2 separate regions of the Ovis aries genome follow, and region 1 is linked to region 2. The links are chromatin contacts, called in public Hi-C maps. All regions are on one chromosome and are shown on one strand. Each heading gives the region's core, a stretch centred on a gene start, on an enhancer-like site or on the middle of the called end of the contact. The rest is flanking DNA. Distances are from core to core; before and after follow the strand shown. Region 1 holds the start of OVCA2 (OVCA2 serine hydrolase domain containing). Region 2 holds the start of WDR81 (WD repeat domain 81).

What was found. Hi-C and Micro-C count contacts between places; a contact is called where the count stands out from the background.
Region 1: a contact with region 2 is called in a Hi-C map of muscle, with 7 times the contacts expected there. The contact joins the promoter of OVCA2 here to the promoter of WDR81 in region 2. A contact is called at or near these places in 5 of 16 Hi-C or Micro-C datasets (hypothalamus, liver, muscle and 2 more).

What each region holds. Positions count from the first base shown.
Region 1 is chr11:22,953,645-22,956,504 of ARS-UI_Ramb_v3.0, reverse strand. OVCA2 (OVCA2 serine hydrolase domain containing) reads right to left here and starts at 1,442. Exons shown (of 2, transcript XM_027975141.2): 1 at 1,229-1,442; 2 at 19-873. The coding sequence starts at 1,415. The coding sequence ends at 374. It overlaps DPH1 (diphthamide biosynthesis 1), which reads right to left. Exons shown (of 13, transcript XM_042255496.1): 10 at 2,177-2,345; 11 at 1,852-1,992; 12 at 1,588-1,695; 13 at 778-873. The coding sequence ends at 1,606.
Region 2 is chr11:22,709,894-22,712,593 of ARS-UI_Ramb_v3.0, reverse strand. It overlaps WDR81 (WD repeat domain 81), which reads right to left and starts at 1,368. Exons shown (of 10, transcript XM_027975144.3): 1 at 1-1,368. The coding sequence starts at 1,097. LOC121820574 (a long non-coding RNA gene) reads left to right here and starts at 837. Exons shown (of 2, transcript XR_006061133.2): 1 at 837-1,059; 2 at 1,864-2,700.

The DNA of each region.
Region 1 (2,860 bases), core at 193-2,692, 240 kb before region 2:
TTTCCAGGAAAAAGATGCTCAAAATCCAAATCACTTTATTGTGTGGTAGTCAGTGCTGCTGGTCTCAGCTTTTCCTGTCACCCCCCACTCATTCAGGACGCCAAGGTCAAAGTCCACTGAGGCCTCCTAATCCTGCCTCGCTTTTTTTCTTGGAGTGCAGAGCTAGGCTTATATGATTTGAGTCTTAAGTACTGATATTTGTCTCTTAATTGGAGATGGTGAGGTGCCCTAAATAGCAGGGGAGATTTCTAGGTAGAAAAATAAACGCAGGGATTACAAAGGTTGCATCAAGGTCATGGTTCGGGGCGCGGGTGGGTGGCGGGTGGTGGTGGAGTGGAAAGGGGATGCAAAGGCAAAGGCCTTTACAGAGCTTTCAGTTTGCAAACTGGTCCAAGAACTTGAGGTAGGCCTGGCGCTGGGGTGCGGCTGCTGGAATGAAGTGGCCACCAGAGTGGGTAAGGGTGACGGCTCCATCGAATCGGCTACATAGCTGCATACTCTCCTGAGAGGGGATGACGCCGTCAGTGTCCCCAAAAACATGGAGGGAAGGCAGTGACAAGGGGCCCTGCATGATGGGTTCCATGAGGCCAAGGCCCCGCGGGCAGAAACCAGATACAAGTATGACAAACCGGGGCAAAGGGAAGCGGGGATCACCGCCTTGGCCAAGGGCACACACAAGAGCTGCTAGCGCGGCCCCCTGGCTGAAACCAAGGATCCCATCGAAAGGCCCCAGCTTGTTCAGTGCCTGTGCCACCGTTCCCAGAGCTTCCTCCAGACCTCTGCACGCCGTGGGTTCTTCCAGGGCCAAGAAAACGTCTGCTTCCTGTTCGGAAAACCACCAACCTCGAGGCTGCTCCTCCAGAGGGCAGGGTCCTACAGCGATGAAGGGGAGAGTACAGAGTTAAGGCAAGGGGAAATCCAGGGGGAAAGAAAGGGAGTGAGGGAGGGTTTGGGAATGAGGGAAACAGGTGGTTGAAGCAGAGTAGAAAGTCTGGGGAAAATGAGGCGGAACAGACTGACCTGAAGAGGAGATGGGTAGAAGCCTGGGAGAGCCAGGCAGGAATTTGAGCAAGGGGCTAGGTTGGCAGAGATGGCGTGTATGGGCAGAATGAAGTGGGAGGATGACAGGAATGTGGGGAGGGACAGGGTGGCTGTGTGCAGGCAGGTGTTACGCGGACTAGGCAAGACAGAAGACTCTGGGCGCATTTCCGGGCAGGGCTCCTCTCACCAGAGTCTGGCCTGGCGCCCTCCGACCCCGCTACGTCCACGACCGGGTGCGGGCCGCTGAGGCAAACGAGCTCTGCGCGGCCCCGCAGCGCCTTCCGCAGCGCTCCGGTCTTCTCACGGAAGCCCCGCTCGCTCTGCCGAAAACCCGCCAGACACAAAATCCGCAGAAGCGGCTGCGCAGCCATCATGCATGGCGCCTGCGCGCCAGAGGAACCGGAAGCAGCCTTTCCCCGAGCGGAAGTTGAACGCGAAGTGGGGGACCCAATACAGCCACCACCCTGGAGGCGGGCCACAGAGCAAGCGGACGTTGCCATGACAACACGGAAGCGGGTGCTGCAGATCCAGAGGTAGGGCGGATACCTGGGAACCAGGAGCGTCTCAGGGAGCGATCGCCGACACCTCCTCGCCTCTGCAGCTGCAAGCCTCGCAAGCCGCGGCTGGAGAGGGGCGCGCGGGCCCCCCCTGAACCTGGGGTGGCAGACTTTGGTCACGGTCCCGCTTCTGCGACGTTCCCCACCCTGCTGTCGTGCATTTCCCTTAGCGGCCGCAGGGGGGCGGCCTCGGCTCGCGCCGCCTGGGCGGCCGCGCCCAGACACCTCGGTCTTCCTTGGAGTCTCTTCCTACCTTCCCTAGGCCCGGCCGGCCTGGGACCTGGAGCAGCCGATCCCGCCCGTGGTTCACCGTCCACGGCCCTAAGGAGCTGCTGGCGTAGAAGTCCATAGGGTAGGGCTGCTGCCAGGAAATGTCCCTCAAGGCCACCGCCGCCTGGGGGAGAAAATCTGGGCAGTAACATTTGCCAACATTTTTCTACGCAGGATTATTTAATTCGGTCCTCACAATGACCTACGAAGGTCCTATTATACCCATAGCATAGAAAGGAAATGTGAGGCTCAGAGAGCAGGAAGGGACTTGCGCAAGGCCACACAGCTAGGAAGTGCCTCCGCTGTACCTTAAGTGCTGCTCCACTGAGGACTCCTTCCAGGACAGAACTAAGGGTAAAGTCCGTTCTCCCCCAGGGATTTTCAGAACCTAGTGTTACCTCATAGGGCGTGAGCAGCGGCTTGGGGAAGGCTGTACCCCAGTCGATGGACAGGCGTGGACATGCCACCTGCACCCACCTATAAGAAGGGAAATCAGGTCAGATCCAAGGGGCAGGGGGTGGGAGTGGGGTTGGGTAGCCTTCCTGTTCCTGGCAGCATGCTGAAGAACATGACTGTGTCCCCAACACACTCAATGGAGCTTACTATTAATTCGAAAGTAAAGACTCTAACCCACTGCTGTTTAGAATAGCATTGTTCTCTTGTTTCCCCCACTGTGAGCTTTTTTAAGGTTTTTATTGAATTTGTTACAATATTGCATATCTTATGTGGGATCTTAGCTCCCCCACGAGGGAATTGAAACCTGCAGCCCCCCCAGCACTGGAAAGTGAAGTCTCAACCACTGGACGGCCAGGAAGTCCCTGACTATGAACTTTCTGAAGAGAGGGCTTGGGCAGCATGTTTGCCATCAGACCCCAGGATAAAATTTAACGCCTGGTCCAAAGCAGTTGCCAACCACCCCTCAAACTCATCTCACACAGAACAACTATGATGTAGCCATTGCCTGTGAGCCCCCAAGCCAGACAAAGTTGGGT
Region 2 (2,700 bases), core at 119-2,618:
TTCAGTTGCATGAGGTAGTGGAAGTTGCTGATGCGGCCGTGGACCCAGTCTAACACAAGGCCCCTGAGCTCCTCCTGGCATGTGGGACACCCAGGTCCCCGTCTTCCCTCCTCGCCAGGCTCGACACCTGCCCTATTTCTTGCTTCCTGGGTCTCCTCATCCCCCGCCTCCTCGGGCCTCTCATAAGCACTCAGGTCCAGGCGGAGCTCGCTGCAAAGTTTCTCATCCACGGCAATGTGGTGCAAAGACAGGGCCCCGCAGGCCAGTCCCTGCTGGTGACAGGCATCCATGGCCCTCAGCACACGGAAGAGAATGAAGAGCACCTTGGCTTGGCTGTTGGTCAGCTTGGCGGGGCTGAAGGTGACCACATCGTGCAGGGAGAACTGCACATACGGGTGCACCACGTAGAGCATCTCCGGGGACTCCAACAGAGCCTCCGCTCTCAGAAGACTGGGAGAGGCAGGGCAGCCCCGAGGGGCACAGGGGCCTTCTCTGGCATATGAGGGGCACTGCGCAGCTTCGCCCAGTGGCAGGAAAGGGCAACCATAGACCCTCTGCAGAGCCTGTCGCACTGAATCCAGGGCAGGGACAGCTGCGGGGGCAGGGCTATGACTGTAGGGCTGCCCGTAAGTGTGATACGCGTGGCGCCACAGGTTGCGATAATTCTGGGCAGCCACATCCTGCATGAAGCGAGTGAGGGTCTCCGGGGTGCCGGATCCCTCCTCAAAAGCCAGGCCGCCCAGCGGGTAGGAGAGCCTTCGTTTCCGCAGCCCGTGCACCTCGACTCTAGTCCAGCCGGCAGGCAGCCTCTGCACGGAGCGTTGCAAGAGAGTCCTGACTTCCGCTTCGCTCAGGCCTTCGGCGCGCGGACAGGGTCCCGGGGGCAGCCTGCGCTCGCGGAGGCTGGCCAGCCAGCGCGCGGGCACCAGAGCTACCACGTGTGCACCCCCCGGGGCCGGAGCCAGCTGCCGGGCATCGATGCTCAGGTCCTTCTCCACGCTCCGGAGCAGCTCCTCCATGTCGGGGCTCGGGGGCGGTGACCAGCCCTCCGCCTTGGCGGTAAGCGCGACTTCCCGCCCCCTGCTCCCCAGGGCCATCCCCTCTTGGCCGCCTGGGGGCAGCGCGGGGCTGAGCCCTGCCACAGCCCCCCTCGCCTCGGCTTCCCGGATGCCAGATGGGTAGGGGTAGGCGAGGGACTGGGGCTGGGGCGGAGGAGGCGGGGATGGGCCGGGGATAGAGGGGGGCCGCGGGGGAGCTCTTACCCCTCCGCAGGGTCCTGCGCTCCAGGCACGGCCGGGCGGGGGCTGAGGGGCGCCAACGCCAGGCTCCACCGCCAGGCTCCACCGTGACGGGTCAGCTGACGCTGCTCACGTGATCGCCCGGTACGGAAACAACCGCACGTGGCTCGACTGAACCCGGGAACCCCGCCTCCTCTAGGCCGCGCCACCGCCCGCCGGCCTCTCCTTCCCCGCACCCTGCTAGGCCTGGTGGCAGCTTCGCTTCCTCCCGGGCTGAATCGGGCAGGGGTGGGGGCTATGAGCGGCCCACGAGACTTCCCTTTCCCTCCTTACTTCTTCCTTCAAGCGCTGGGACGCAGACCTATGGAGGGTTTCCCTTAGAGAGGGCAGCCTCAGGTGATCACCCCCGCCGCCGCCGCCGCCACAACCACCTCGCTCTGGTTTTACCGATAAGAAACCTGAAGCAGAGCTGGGACTTTTCACATTAAGTCCCTTCACCGCCTCCAAGCTGCCTTCCAAAAGAAAGAGCTTTTAATTTTCCAAAGTTTCAGCGGTAACATTCCATTTGGCCCTGGCAACACTCAGTGATTTAGGAAGGGCGGTTATTATTGTTCATATTTTACAGGTAAAAAACCAAGAACCTCTGAAGAGGCTTGTCCAAATGGCAGCATGGAAACTCACCAAACTGGGGCACAGATCTGCTCTGGAGTCCTCCCCACTGACAGCTCTTTAAAGGCTTTTTTTTTTTTTTTTTAAATAATAAAAATTCTGGGCAATCTTGGGGAGAGAAGTTGAAGGCTGAAAAGCCAGGATGGAAATGTTCCCCCAAGACTTCCTGTTGAAGATCTGTCTCTGCTGTGTGACAGAGCCTGCCTGCTGTTGTCAGAGCCTTGCAGATGCCACGGTGGCTGGGGGGAAGGTGCAACATGGCAGGGAGCAGAAACCAGCGAGCTGGCGCCAGAATTACAGGACTCCTTCAAGACGTCTGGATTCTGACTCATTTGTGGGATTGACAGGCCATTGTCTTCAGCGAGACATCAGTATCTATTTTTCCAGTCCCACTCCTAGAAGGAGAGTTTGCCTCATGTAGGAGTCTGGTGTGGAGGTGTGGGAGCTCCATAAAGGCACTTAAGAAAAAAAATAAAGTCCTAATTAGAGAGGAACAGGGATGGCTCAGCCATAATTTGATTTCATCTGTATCCTTCTTGAAAAAGGCAGCTAGAACCGCTGATGTGCTTGGTCACATGACCTTGAGCGATAATAACTTAACAGCCACCACTTACAGAGCACTGATCAGGAGCCAGGCATCTTGCTAAGCAGTTTGCATACTTTAAATTCTCACCACAACCCTTTTTAAGAGGATAGTTTTAGATCCGTTTTAGGATGAGGAAGCTAAGTAATTTGCTTAGGTCCCATAACTAGGAAGTGGTAGAACCAGGATTCAAATCTAGGCCTGGCTCAT